3 separate regions of the Mus musculus genome follow, and all the other regions are linked to region 1. A link is a contact called in public Hi-C data. All regions are on one chromosome and are shown on one strand. Each heading gives the region's core, a stretch centred on a gene start, on an enhancer-like site or on the middle of the called end of the contact. The rest is flanking DNA. Distances are from core to core; before and after follow the strand shown. Region 1 holds the start of Mtcl1 (microtubule crosslinking factor 1). Region 2 has its middle 120 kb from the start of Mtcl1. Region 3 overlaps Mtcl1 (microtubule crosslinking factor 1).

Evidence for each region. Hi-C and Micro-C count contacts between places; a contact is called where the count stands out from the background.
Region 2: a contact with region 1 is called in a Hi-C map of the N1E-115 cell line, with 4 times the contacts expected there. The contact joins the enhancer-like site here to the promoter of Mtcl1 in region 1. A contact is called at or near these places in 9 of 39 promoter capture datasets (the 3T3-L1 cell line, cranial neural crest, embryonic stem cells and 4 more), 5 of 15 datasets of contacts at CTCF or cohesin (the NIH/3T3 cell line, embryonic stem cells, large pre-B cells and 1 more), 17 of 484 Hi-C or Micro-C datasets (3T3-L1-derived adipocytes, the N1E-115 cell line, brain and 10 more), 23 of 115 datasets of contacts at active chromatin or transcription factors (SST interneurons, a colorectal cancer cell line, craniofacial prominence and 14 more) and 2 of 9 other capture datasets (adipose tissue and pancreatic islet).
Region 3: a Hi-C map of myocytes shows a contact between it and region 1, with 2.2 times the contacts expected there. The contact joins the enhancer-like site here to the promoter of Mtcl1 in region 1. A contact is called at or near these places in 7 of 39 promoter capture datasets (cranial neural crest, embryonic stem cells, epiblast stem cells and 3 more), 2 of 15 datasets of contacts at CTCF or cohesin (the NIH/3T3 cell line and embryonic stem cells), 47 of 484 Hi-C or Micro-C datasets (the 3T3-L1 cell line, the AML12 cell line, the C2C12 cell line and 24 more), 29 of 115 datasets of contacts at active chromatin or transcription factors (the NIH/3T3 cell line, VIP interneurons, cardiomyocytes and 15 more) and 3 of 9 other capture datasets (adipose tissue, liver and pancreatic islet).

The regions. Positions count from the first base shown.
Region 1 is chr17:66,447,784-66,451,721 of GRCm38.p6, reverse strand. Mtcl1 (microtubule crosslinking factor 1) reads left to right here and starts at 1,972. Exons shown (of 14, transcript NM_172963.4): 1 at 1,972-3,405. The coding sequence starts at 2,377.
Region 2 is chr17:66,323,543-66,327,480 of GRCm38.p6, reverse strand. No RefSeq gene overlaps it. Among named protein-coding and RNA genes, the nearest start is that of Mtcl1, 120 kb to the left of the region's middle. Within about 2 kb of position 1,655, at least 58 of the 459 cell types and tissues checked have an H3K27ac peak or open chromatin away from gene starts, as enhancers often do. A contact at or near this core is called in the N1E-115 cell line, SST interneurons, brain and 5 more, where this site is marked.
Region 3 is chr17:66,373,422-66,377,359 of GRCm38.p6, reverse strand. All of the region lies in intron 6 of Mtcl1 (microtubule crosslinking factor 1), which reads left to right. Among named protein-coding and RNA genes, the nearest start is that of Mtcl1, 74 kb to the left of the region's middle. Within about 2 kb of position 2,294, at least 18 of the 459 cell types and tissues checked have an H3K27ac peak or open chromatin away from gene starts, as enhancers often do. A contact at or near this core is called in the C2C12 cell line, cerebellar granule neurons, cerebellum and 3 more, where this site is marked.

The sequences.
Region 1 (3,938 bases), core at 723-3,222:
GCACTGCAAGCACGCTTGCTTTTCCAGTGAGCCATCCATGAACCCAACAAGCCCGTGTCTCTTTAAAGTCAGGAAAACAAAGGAGTACCGACTCCTCAGGCTAGATGCTATTGTATGTATTGTATTCCATGTATTGTATGTATTGAGTGATGCTAATAAGGAGGAACGTTGTCCTTTTTAAGGGAAAGGAAGTTGGGTCCCAGTCGGCAAGTTTTTGGAAGACTTACTGAAACACTTTTGGGTGGACTCTTCATGACTGTGTATGGTCTGAAAAGGTGACATGTTAAGAGTCCTGGTCATACTTCTTCAGGAATGTGAGGGTTGGCAGGGGATTTTGACTCCTCACGTTGGTACTGGAGGGGAACGCTGGAGCGCCCTCTCGTGGACACAGTCTCGTGGACACAGTTAGTCAAGCGTGCCTGCCGGCCTCCAAGCACTTCAAGGGGCAGGTCTCAAAAGGTACTTATTACGGATTATATAGGGTGTGCCTCACTTTCAGAAGATTTTCACAAAAGTGACTCGCAAAGTCCAGGCCTGTAAGTGCAAATTGTGTCGGAAGGTTTCAATAGGATCTGAGCTCAAGCCCCAACAAGACATTCTATCTTCTGGTTTATAATCAAAAAAAAAAAAAAAAAAAAAAAAGCCATTTCCTGCAGCTTCTGACGGTTCGGGCTACGGAAGGCCATTCTGTCGTTAAGACCACGGACTTTGAGTACAATTTTCCTTTAACATTTCAAGTCTGTACTCTCCTCGTGCTTCGGGATGCAGTCACCCACACCATGCCCTCTGCCCCACCCTGCGGCTCTGGGATCTTTCTCAGCAAATAAGATCAACCAGAATCCTTCACTTTCCACTCCACAGCTTTAGGTCTAAGCCCTGTCCCACTTAACTGTGCTGTGAACTTCAAGACCAGCATCTTTCAGGAAACACACAGGATTTCCCCGCTGGCGTCTTCTTCTTGTTCATCCCTGCTCCCCAAATCCCGAATCTAGATAGAGGACAACTTAGACTTGTCCTCGGGGCGCTTATTGCCCAACATCCAAAGCCTGGGATATAAACCACACGGAACATCTGTCAAAAGCACTTTACAGTGGACGGGTGAGTCCTTCTCTTTGCTCAGTTAATCAGAATACATCTACATTCGGTTTTCTCTGATTCTACAGGTGAGGCGGGAATCGGAGACCCAAAAGGTCAAGTACCTTGCCCACGGAGCGGAACCCTCAGGCTCCTTGGTGCTCTAAGGCAAACGTGTACTGCTGAGACTCCGGTAGACCTAGGTTTGAATCCCCGCTCAGCCCCGGAGTTCAAACAAGCCACTTCACTTCCTCGTGCCCATGTCTCCTTCTGAAAACAGGATTTCGAATTCGGGACTGTCATCATGCGAGTAGAAGCAGTGCCTGGAGCAAGGTCGCCGGAACTATAAATGTGAGCTCCCTTTCAGACCCCGGCTTGACGAGCTGCTTCTCCGATTTCTACAGCGGCTCCTCCCTTTCAGAGCTGCCCAGGCCACTGGGGGTGCCAACTGTGGAGCGCTGTGTCGGTCCTGACGCTGCATCCGGTACCAGGAATCCTTAAAGAAGCTCTGGGGAGAGCGGTGGGCAGCGAAGCGAAGAGGGGAGGCAGGAGTCAGATAGAGGGGGCTGGGTGGAACAGAGAGAAGGCTGGCACCCACCGCAGAGGGGCCCTCTACCCCGCCTGCACCTGAAGTGTCCCCAAGTGGCCGATGCCCGCCCTCTTCCCTCCCTTCACCCCAGCTTCTTCCCTTCCTAGCCGGCTCAGGGTGGTAGCCCCAGTACATCCAAAGGCAAAGAGTGGTCCTCTGCTGCGTGGACGCGTGGGCACTCGGGCTCTGCGTCTCCCGCGTCCCCCGAGCTGCAGCCCCGCCTCCTGCCCGCCCCGCCCCCTCCCCGTCCCGCTAGCAGGAGGCGGGGCGTGCGCGTCGGGCTGGGGACGGAGGGGGACGCGCGTGCAGCAGCTTCTCTCCGCCGGAGCAGCCGAGCAGAAGCCGTGGCTGCCGATCCCCCGCGGACTGGCAGTGGGCGGGGAGCGGAACTCGGGAGCCGGGCGCGCGTCGCCAGACAAGTGTTTTTGTGCGAGGCCGCGGTGGCGGCCACTTCAGCTCTCTGAACGCACGGTGCAGGGGATGCGAGCGGCCGTGGCGGCTGTGCCAGGAGGATCCGAGCGCCGTTGACCTGAGCGAGGGGACACACTCCCCCGGGTCGGCTGAGTGCGGGGGAGGGGACGGCGGGAGCGCAGGGTGCACGCCGGGCGGGGCAGGGGGTCAGTGATGACCGGGCGCGCGGGGAGGCTGCACGCCGCCGCCGCCGCCCGGAGCATCTGCCGCCTGAGCTGCGGATCGCAGCCGCCGCCCGGGCCATGGAGACGCTGAACGGCCCCGCGGGCGGCGGCGCCCCGGACACCAAGCCGCAGCCAGCCGGCCAGCATCACCGCCACCACCACCTGCACCCGCTGGCCGAGAGGAGGCGGCTGCACCGCGCACCCTCGCCCGCCAGACCCTTCCTCAAGGACCTGCACACGCGGCCCGCCACGGCCACCCCCTCTGCGGGCCGTGCCCCGACTCCCGCGGCTCCTCGCTCGCCTAGCCTTGCCGGGAAGGCGCCGCCGTCGCCCGGGCCCCCGGCCGCGCCCGGTCGCCTCTCCCGACGCAGCGGTGTAGTCCCCGGCGCGAAGGACAAGCCGCCGCCGGGCGCCGGAGCCAGGTCGGCGGGCGGCGCTAAGGCCGTCCCGGGGACCAGGAGGGCGGCGCGCGCGGGGCCGGCGGAGCCACTGTCCCGGGTTGGGAGGCCGACTGGGGCCGAGCCACCGCCTGCCGTCGCGAAGGGTCGCAAAACCAAGCGCGGCCCCGGGACGCCTCCAGCTCGCGCCGTCGTGCCCCCGGCTCGCGCCTCCCGGGTCCCCGCCGTGACCCTCTCTGTGACCTCGGTGGCTGGCTGTCGTATCAACCACACGGACAGCAGCTCGGATCTCTCCGACTGCGCCTCCGAACCCTTGTCTGATGAGCAGCGCCTACTCCCCGCCGCCAGCAGCGACGCTGAGTCGGGCACCGGCTCCAGTGACCGGGAACCCATACGCGGAGCACCCACTCCGAGCTCCGGATCCCGCGGGCCGCCGCCGGGCAGCCCCGAGCCCCCTATCCTGCTCGCGGCGCCCCCTGTCGCCAGTGCCTGTCTCGGGGGCCGAAGCAGCCCAGGCGGGGCCTCCACAGGGTCCCCGGGACCCGGTTCTCAGGAGGATGTTGGGGGCCGAGCGCCACCGGAGCGGACGATTCTGGGGACCTCCAAGGAGCCTAGCCTGGGCGAACAGCCCCGGCTCTTGGTGGTGGCTGAGGAAGAGGAGTTGCTGAGGGAGATGGAGGAACTGCGCTCGGAGAACGACTACCTCAAGGTGAGCAGCAGCCGGGGTGGCAGGTGTGTCTCGGAAGCCGACCCGGGATCCCCTGGCTTCCCTGGGGTCATGTGAGCTCGTCTCCTGGGGTCTCACTAATTCTTTACCCTTCTTTGCCCCTAACTGCTACCCAAAGCCGCTAGCTTCTGGTAACCTAACTCCAAACTTGTAGGAGGACCTGTAGGTCTGGTTCCCCCAGTTTTGCTCTTACTGTTTTGCCTGTCTTTGCTGATGCGTTTCGGGTGGCTATACATCGTTTTGGATACATTGACCCCTGCACTGTCACCTGTTGAAGAGGGTGATCTAGATGCCCAGCTGTAGCCCCCTACACGTGCACTTGGGTATGCTATGGTTTCCAGGTTCCAGACTTACCTGCAGGAGGACCTTCGAGTTCAGAAAGAGCTGGGGTCTCTTAGGTCTTTGGAATATAGCAGAGGGGGTTGCTGTCCATAGTGATAAACAAAATTTAAATTCAGAAGGGGGCGCCTTGAACTTCGTGTCTGGTTCAGGGACTGCAGTATTTTTGTGAGTAG
Region 2 (3,938 bases), core at 406-2,905, 120 kb after region 1:
TTGAACTGGCCCCACTAAGAGACACATTGAAGCTACTGTGTGAATCTGAGGACTTTCTGGTTCCTCTACAGCTGCATAGACTTAAGACCTGCCTTGAATTTCATTGACTTCACTTCATCTCTCTCAGGGTTGCAAAAGGGCCACAAATGACCTCTTTGACTAAAATCCCCTTTCTTTATTTCCCAGAAAAACAATAGCTAATGATGCTTGTTTCTTTAATTGCCATGGGAGCCATTTCTCAAGGGATCATAGCCTGTTAAACCTTAGAGCACTCTTAGTGGAGAAGGTTGCACAAACTCAGTGTTTACACCTGCCGAATGGTTATGGAGAGGTAATTGCCCAAGGCACTTCCACACCACCAGCTTTCTGTCCCAGATGAAAACACCCAAGACAGTCAGTGACACAGAGGAAATATTGATTAGACTCCTGATTTCAGAGACTCTCTAGTCCATGCTTGCCCGTCGCTTAGCACTGGTCGTGGAACAACACATCATGGCCAGAGTGCACAGGAGAGCTTTGCCTGCATTATGGCTGGAAGGAAGGAATAAGGTCCAGTAACTCACTGGACCTGTTCAGCCCCAGTGACCTAACTTCCTCCCACCTGCCCAAGCTCCCACCATCTCTCACTAGTGCCACCTGCTGGCCAGGAGGTCTGCATCACAGGGGCTTTGGAGGGACCATCAGACCCCCAACTGCAGCATATGCCTTAAAGGTTGTCTCTCTGACTCAGCATAAAACGGAGTGTGTATCCTTAGGGCCAGGGTGCCCTGCACCTTCAGCAGAACCATAGCTTCCCATTGTTTACTTAAAACATGTATTCACCACTAGCAGTGGGCCGTCAGTCTGTCACCCAGGAACCTGGTGAGACAGTTGAGACCCTGACTTTGGGCAAGGGAAAAACCACTGGGTTTGGTAGGTGGTCCCCATGTAGGTGGCTGTCATCCCATCTCTCCTGCATTTGGTTGCTAGGTAAAGTGAGACCTCCATCTCCAGGACTTTCCTAATCCCTCTTAAATTAGAACAAATCCCTGAATTCCATATAGGAATTCTGGGGCCCCCGCAGCCTTGCTGAGGCAGAGTCTGTCCTGCAGGGGTCAGGGATGGATGAGCTTGCAGAGTTGGTACGCCTCCCACCAGAGTTCTCAGAGGACACAGAGCGATTGGATTTCTGTCCAGGAAATGTTTCCGATCTACTGGCCATGGAAGGGGCTGCTTCCACTTACTGGCACTGCTGAGAACCTGAAGGAGGACAGTCCCAGAGCACAGCTAGTTAACTCAAGAGCTCAAAATAACATGTTGGGGGCATCTTCCCGTGAGAACACTATGTCCTTAAAAGTCAATTCCAAATCGAATTGAATTCTTAGAGCCTCTAAAGATCTTGTCTAAAATTACCCTGACCCACTTAGGGGAGGAGTCAGAACCAAGCAGATCGTTTTAGAAATGAAATTCAGTTCCCTGTAACAAGGACATCAGTGGCCCATAAAGTATCCAAGGACCAGTTTCAAGATTCAATCCATGTTAACTCTTGTCCATGAGATCAGACAGGCAGCCAAGTGCATCCCTGTTGGTCAAGGCACGGCAGCTAGCTGGAGGCTCCTGAGCACAGCATCAGATGTGGGATGCTGCTGACAGGGAAGTCAGTGATGCTCAGAGCCACCCAGTGATGCACAGGAAGGGGAGCATCTTGTTGCCTAGCAACACAGATGCGGATGTCACTCTTCCCAGCAGCCGGCAGATGATTATCCATCACACTGGCATCTCATCGAAGGCAAAACGGGGTTTAAATCCCGCATTAGCTGGGAGATAAGCTGCAGCCCGGAGGCATGTGCGTCAGAACCCCTACCTTGGCTTCAGTGAGAGATCTGGGAGGAATTGCTGGGTGCACGTCAGGGCAGGTGGCAGTCCCAGCAGGCACCCTGGCCTGTAGAGGCTGGTTTCTATTTCCAGCCTCCACCGGCATAATGCTGTGTCACAGACAGTGAAAGGAGGGTGAGGTACTTTGCCATCCACACGGGAATTATGAACTGATGAACCATGTCTCTGCAGGCACTCTGTACCCTGAGCCCTTAAGGCAAAGGGGGAGTTAGTCTGCCCACCAAACAGAGCTCTCACAAATTCAACAGACCCTCCCGAAACTTTAGGTGTACCCAGTGTTCTTATATGTGATGTTTCTGGTAGCACCGGGGTGGGGTGAGAGGGTGGGGTAGTACATTGCAATGTAAGGAAGATGTAAAACAGGCTATCCCATCCCGTTTGACAATGTGGACTAACCCGGGAATCCTCACAGAGTTAGAGAGGCACTGGAAGACAAAAAGCACATGACCTTGCTCTCACATGGACCCTCAGATGCTGAGCTATGCAGAAATGGTGGTTACTGTAGACTGGGAAAGGGGAGCCAGGGATGCAGGTGAAAACTCTGGGGGCTCAGTGGTGACAATTTGGGTCTAGGCGGTGATTCTCTGTCATCCTGTTCATGTGATGTTGCCTAAATGGTAGCATGCCAGGGTTCATGGCTGGAGTCCCTAGGACCTGATACCTCCTTCCATCTTAAAGAGAAGAAGTCCACCCCAGAGCCTGTAGTAGCCCTGTTATACAACCACTCATCAAGTACTTTAGCTCTACCCTGTTCTGGGTGGTATGCTGTGGGCTAGACACGTGACAGAAATCAGAAGAAAGCAAGTTCTGATTCCTATGTAGCTTTCGGCTTCATCACCAACCCCTAAACCGTGCAGCTTGTCATTTGCTATAGAATCCACTCTTACTTAGGTGTGTGTGTGTGTGTGTGTGTGTGTGTGTGTGTGATAGAATTTGAAGATGCTAGTACCCGTGTTGCAAGCTCTGTTGACATGGCCTCAAGCTGTGACCCAGTACTGTGGTGGACCATGAAGACAAACTCAGCCAGGATCTGCAGTGGTTTTATTGTGAAGCATCCACCAGAGAAAACCACTCAGACATTGGATTAAACTAATAGATAATCCTTATTTTGTGGACAGTAACTACACTGGGTGTTTGGGATGCAAGTCCTGTTCAGAGCCTTTCTCAGGGTGAGCTTTTAAGCACAAAACTCACTTCCTGGGTTGACATTCCTCAGTTAGCAAGAACAGTTAGCCAGAAACAGAACTACAGAAGCCAAAAGCAAGGTTAATATGTTTAAAGATGTCACCAGAACTGTGGACTTGAATGGATTGGGCCTCTACTCTCATCTTGACCAGGGTTGCTACCTGAATGCAGGGTGCCAAGGGACCTGTTACAGCTTAGGACCAAGAAAGTCACTGAGCTGACATTTTCCAGGTAGAGCGCCTCTTTCCTGTCTGTCAAGAATGTGCTAAAGTGGCCTCCTCTTATCTCCAGGAGGCCAAGGCCATTCATAAGGGAGTCACTCTGGCCAGGTGGCTTTGTCAAAACAATCAGCCCTGGATGGCTTTTTTCTCCTGACAAGAAGGCTCCCGAGTGCAGAGGCACCAAGATACCTGGGAAGGAGCCATAGGCACCAAGACACCTGGGAAGGAGCCATATCACCGACTTCATATGCTCTGTCTCATATGTACTTAGTGTAAGAGAGTGGGCCACAAGCACAGCCTGTGCGAGCCTCTAGTAATAGCCTGTCAGAGAAGACACAATGTATCCGCATTCAACTTCTCTTGCAACTTCTGACCACACAGCCACTGACTCTTCCTGGGAATCTTGCATCTACTCCACATCTGGGCAGTCTACACTCTTCAGCCACCCCATTTAACTCTATCCTGGAACTGGTGTAAGGTGTTCAGTTTAAAGTCTGTGGCCAAGACTCTTTCATTTAGCCAATCAACAAACACTTGCTAACCATCTATCACATTCTAGTCTAGAGGACACAGGGATGGCTGTTTGTCTTGAAGAACACTGGAGAGAAAAGGCCCAAGTTCCCTTTGTTATTGCTCAGAGTTACAGAAAACAGACAA
Region 3 (3,938 bases), core at 1,045-3,544, 75 kb after region 1:
CAAACGCACACTTTTCAAATGGCTCCAGGGTGATTCATCACCGGGACAGACACCCGGGAAGACACTTTCTCCAGCCTTTGATGAGTGGTGTACCACTCATCTATTCCTATCAGAGGCGTTTTGAGCCCCAGGGCTCTAGGCTGGATATGCACTACCAGCTTGGTCTCCTGAGCAAGACGCGGAGCTATTTTCCATCTATGCCACGGGTCCAAGTTCTGCTCTGCTCACCTCCTGTGCTCCCGCGGTGAATCTCAGGAGATCCCTTAAGCTGTGAGTGGGGACTGCCTCTCCCGGAACCTCATGCTTCAGACAGCACAAAGGAGGGTTAAGAACAAAGGATAGAGCGGTCCAGGTCACTTCCTTGTCTTTGGGTGCCACGGTTCCTCAGCACGTGGTCGTCAGTCAGTGGTCTCTTCCTGTGATGGACTATTTAAGAACTGGATCCCCTACCTCCAGAGGCTGGTTATTGTCGTATGTCCTGGCAAGAGAAGGTCTGTAACCCTCACCTCACCTTGGTCCTGTTGATACTGAAGTGACAGCAGGGTGCTGCACTCGCAGACATCACAGCGTTCAGGAACCAGCCACAGTGTTGCAGAGAGAACACGTAATTGAATCAAATACAGATGGACAGTCAGTCTCCAGGAAAGGTAGATGAGTAAATCTGGAAGGTGACATAGCACCACCACCAGCACAGCACAGAGAGCCTGGGAGGACACGTCTGATCTTCAGACTTAATTCCCTTCTTCTGTGGATGACACAAATGAGGCCTTTGGAGAGACCGACCCTAAGTCCCCCTCCCCATTCCTCTCAAGACAGTGCTATGGAACAGAATTGAGTCCAGAATGGTCTCAGCCTGCTCCAGGGTTCCAAGACAGCTGGGCCAGGCAGCCCAGAGCTTATACTATCCATGGCTGTATTTCTGGCTACCATTCAATGACTTTAGCATAGTACCATCATTCTTTCAAATATCTGTCCAGGTTCCTTTCAGTGGTATATACATATTTTAAAGGAAGAAATGAGAAAATGGAAGACGGCCAGGACAAGGGAGATGTTTCCTAGAAGGGGCAAGAACCATACATCTTCCCTTCACAAAGGAATAGGAAAGGGTCGAGTATGTAAACCTTTAACTTTTTGGGAGCCTCTGATCCTGCTATAGTTTTTTTTTTTTTTTTTTTTTTTGGTCAGAAGAGTCCTTCCTTGTAGGTCCTCCGTTGGGGAGGCTGCCCATCCTGGTTTGATGTGTCACTCCCATAGTCTTGCTGGTCGCAATCCTACATTCTGCTAAGGGACCGTGCAGTGGGGGGATTCCAAGGAGCAAGGAAAGCCCCCCAATGACAACCTCCCTCAATTCCCTGCCAGCCATGGAGGCAGCAGGAAGCTCCTAGGAGTGAGTGGGGCATCCCTACTACAGAGGTGCCCTGCACCACAGAGGTGCTCTGCACTGAAGACTCCAGAGTCACTGGGGAGGGAGTGTAAAGCAAACAAGGACACTTTTTTTGTTGTTATGCTGGGGTTGAACCCTGGGCCTTGTACATGCTAAGCAGCTACTCTACCATCGAGCCACACCCCAGTCCCAGTGTAGACATGGATCCAGAGTGAGGCCTGGCTCACAGCTCGGATGTGCCCTGCTGGCAGATGTCTCTGCCCCCTCGTGCGTTGCCTTTTAAATAACCACTGCCAACGTGTACCTGTGTGTAACCCTTATTTAGCGCTCTGTCTTGAGGTCTTAGGGGGGAGGGGTGGGAGCCGTGGGTAAAACCCAGCATTAGAAGAACCTCTCTCAGAATTTAGGTGGAAGTGCTTATTAAAAGGATAGGTTTCTCCAGCCCCATTTGTGAGGCACCTTTGTTAGTTTTGGCCTTCGGAGTGCTGCTGTTTGGGGGCCAGAAGAAAGAGGGCAAGTTGCTACTTTGGAAGATCGAATAACTTTGGGGGGCCTTGGGGGACTGGGTTTAAGCTATGATTACTGCTAGTAACACCAGTGACAGTGTTGCATGCAGCAAGGGGGAAAAAGAAAAGTCCACTCTTAGTAGATAGCAAGCAGGTGCCATATGGATAGCCTGTTGTATGGCTATAGATGGCCGGCTGTTCAGGTGCCACACTTCACCAAACCCAGGAAAGGCAGGGTGTGCCTGAGTCAGCATATTCCTGAAAACAGAAGTCAGAACCCATCCATGCCTGCGAGCTCACGAATGCAAATGCCAGAAACTAACAGCTGAAAGGGTTAGGAGACGTTGAATTCAGAGGGATGAATATTCCTGTCACCTGTCCATCCCTGAGCATGCTGGCGGTGGGCTCCCGCTGTGCTCCGGACTCTTCTCTGCCAAGAGACTCGCTCATGTTAAGAGCGTGCATTGTATGGGACATTTCATGTGGAATGTGCAAGGCACCTTAAAAATAGGCCTGCGAAGTGGCCAGGCACAGACACTGGTCGGGTTTCATATCTAAATGAAACCGAGCCTGCACCCAGAGGATCGAGTTTCTGAGTCAGGCTCTCAAAGGGCTCTTCTTACTTGCTCCTCCTCCTCCTCTGCCTCCGCCTCCTCCTTATCCCTTAATCACTGAAGCACACAGTATCTGTGGTGCCCCACGTCTCAGCTGTGAAATGCCAGTCCCAGGACAGCTACTTGGGGTTTATGCCAAGTATTTGAACATGTGTGGAGCTCATCTACTGAGTCTGAAGGAAGTGGTGGAGAGAGTGTCCAGGACAGAAGGAAGTCATGGTCCGAGTAGCTGTAGAGTTCTTCTATATACGTGCTCGTTGGTCAGCAGACGGATCACAATTTTCTCTTTGCTCTTTGTCCCTAAGCCTTGGAGTCATTTATAAGGTGCTTTATCTGGGGCTGGTCAGAAGGTCAGCAGTGTGGATGAGTGGGAGATGGAGTCTCTGGTGGGAGGAGGGTGGATTTCAGAATGCTGACACCGGGCAACGGAGGCCACGATGCCAAAGCTACTGTCTCTGCAGCCTCTGAGCAAGTGGGTCTGGAGTTTGCTTAAATAAACTGACTATAGAAAAGCCGGGATAAGTTCATTTGTAGGTACTGATCGAAGGAGGTAAGTGGCCAAAGGAAGGTTTTTAAATTCAAACCTCAGGGGTCTGGTGATGAAGAAAAGTATTCATTGTTCTACAGGAAATTTGTGTCATCTGAAAATGTCCCCTAAGTGTATGTGATTGTTTGCAGTTGTGTGGCAGGAGGCGGGATTTTTTGACCATAGCATGTTCGTATTTTGTTCTCTGTAACACTGGAGTGACCACAAGTGTTCGAGTATTTCATTAGTAAAAGGGACAGTGTGTGGAAAGGCACTTGAAAGAGCAAGACTCAAGTGCTCGTGGTCTGCCCTGACAGCTGAATTCTTGCAGATGACCTCAAGGCTCTCTCTGTGACCCTGCACAAGTATGGCTTTAACAGAAAGGTGTGCTAGCAATCAAATGTTGATGAAGAAATAGACTTATTGCTTTATAGTATTTTAAGTATTTATTAAGATTAAAACAAAAGTAATATAAGATTGAACATATCTGAACTGAAACCCAAAATGCCCCCAAAGTCTGAAACTTTTGGGGACCCACAAAACCCCATTAATAGAAAATTCCATACTGTGAGGCATCATGCACAGAATCATTCGAAACACGGTATAAAATTAACCTTAGACTATGGGTGCAAGATACATATAAAACATAGATGAATTTTGTATTTAGTTCCCAGCATATCTTGCTATATGCTTTTCTTAACAGTGAACTGGGTTGGAATGGTTTATGTCTAACAATACAGTATATTGGCTAGTATCTAATACACTGAAACTCAGAGAGAGTTCAGATTCCGAAGCCAGCACCCAGATCCCTGAAACAAGCTTATAGACGACACCCGAGCTGCAGATTCCTGCTGTGACCCCAATGCTGTGGGTGGTGCCCAGCATAGGAAATACCCAGTCATGCTGTA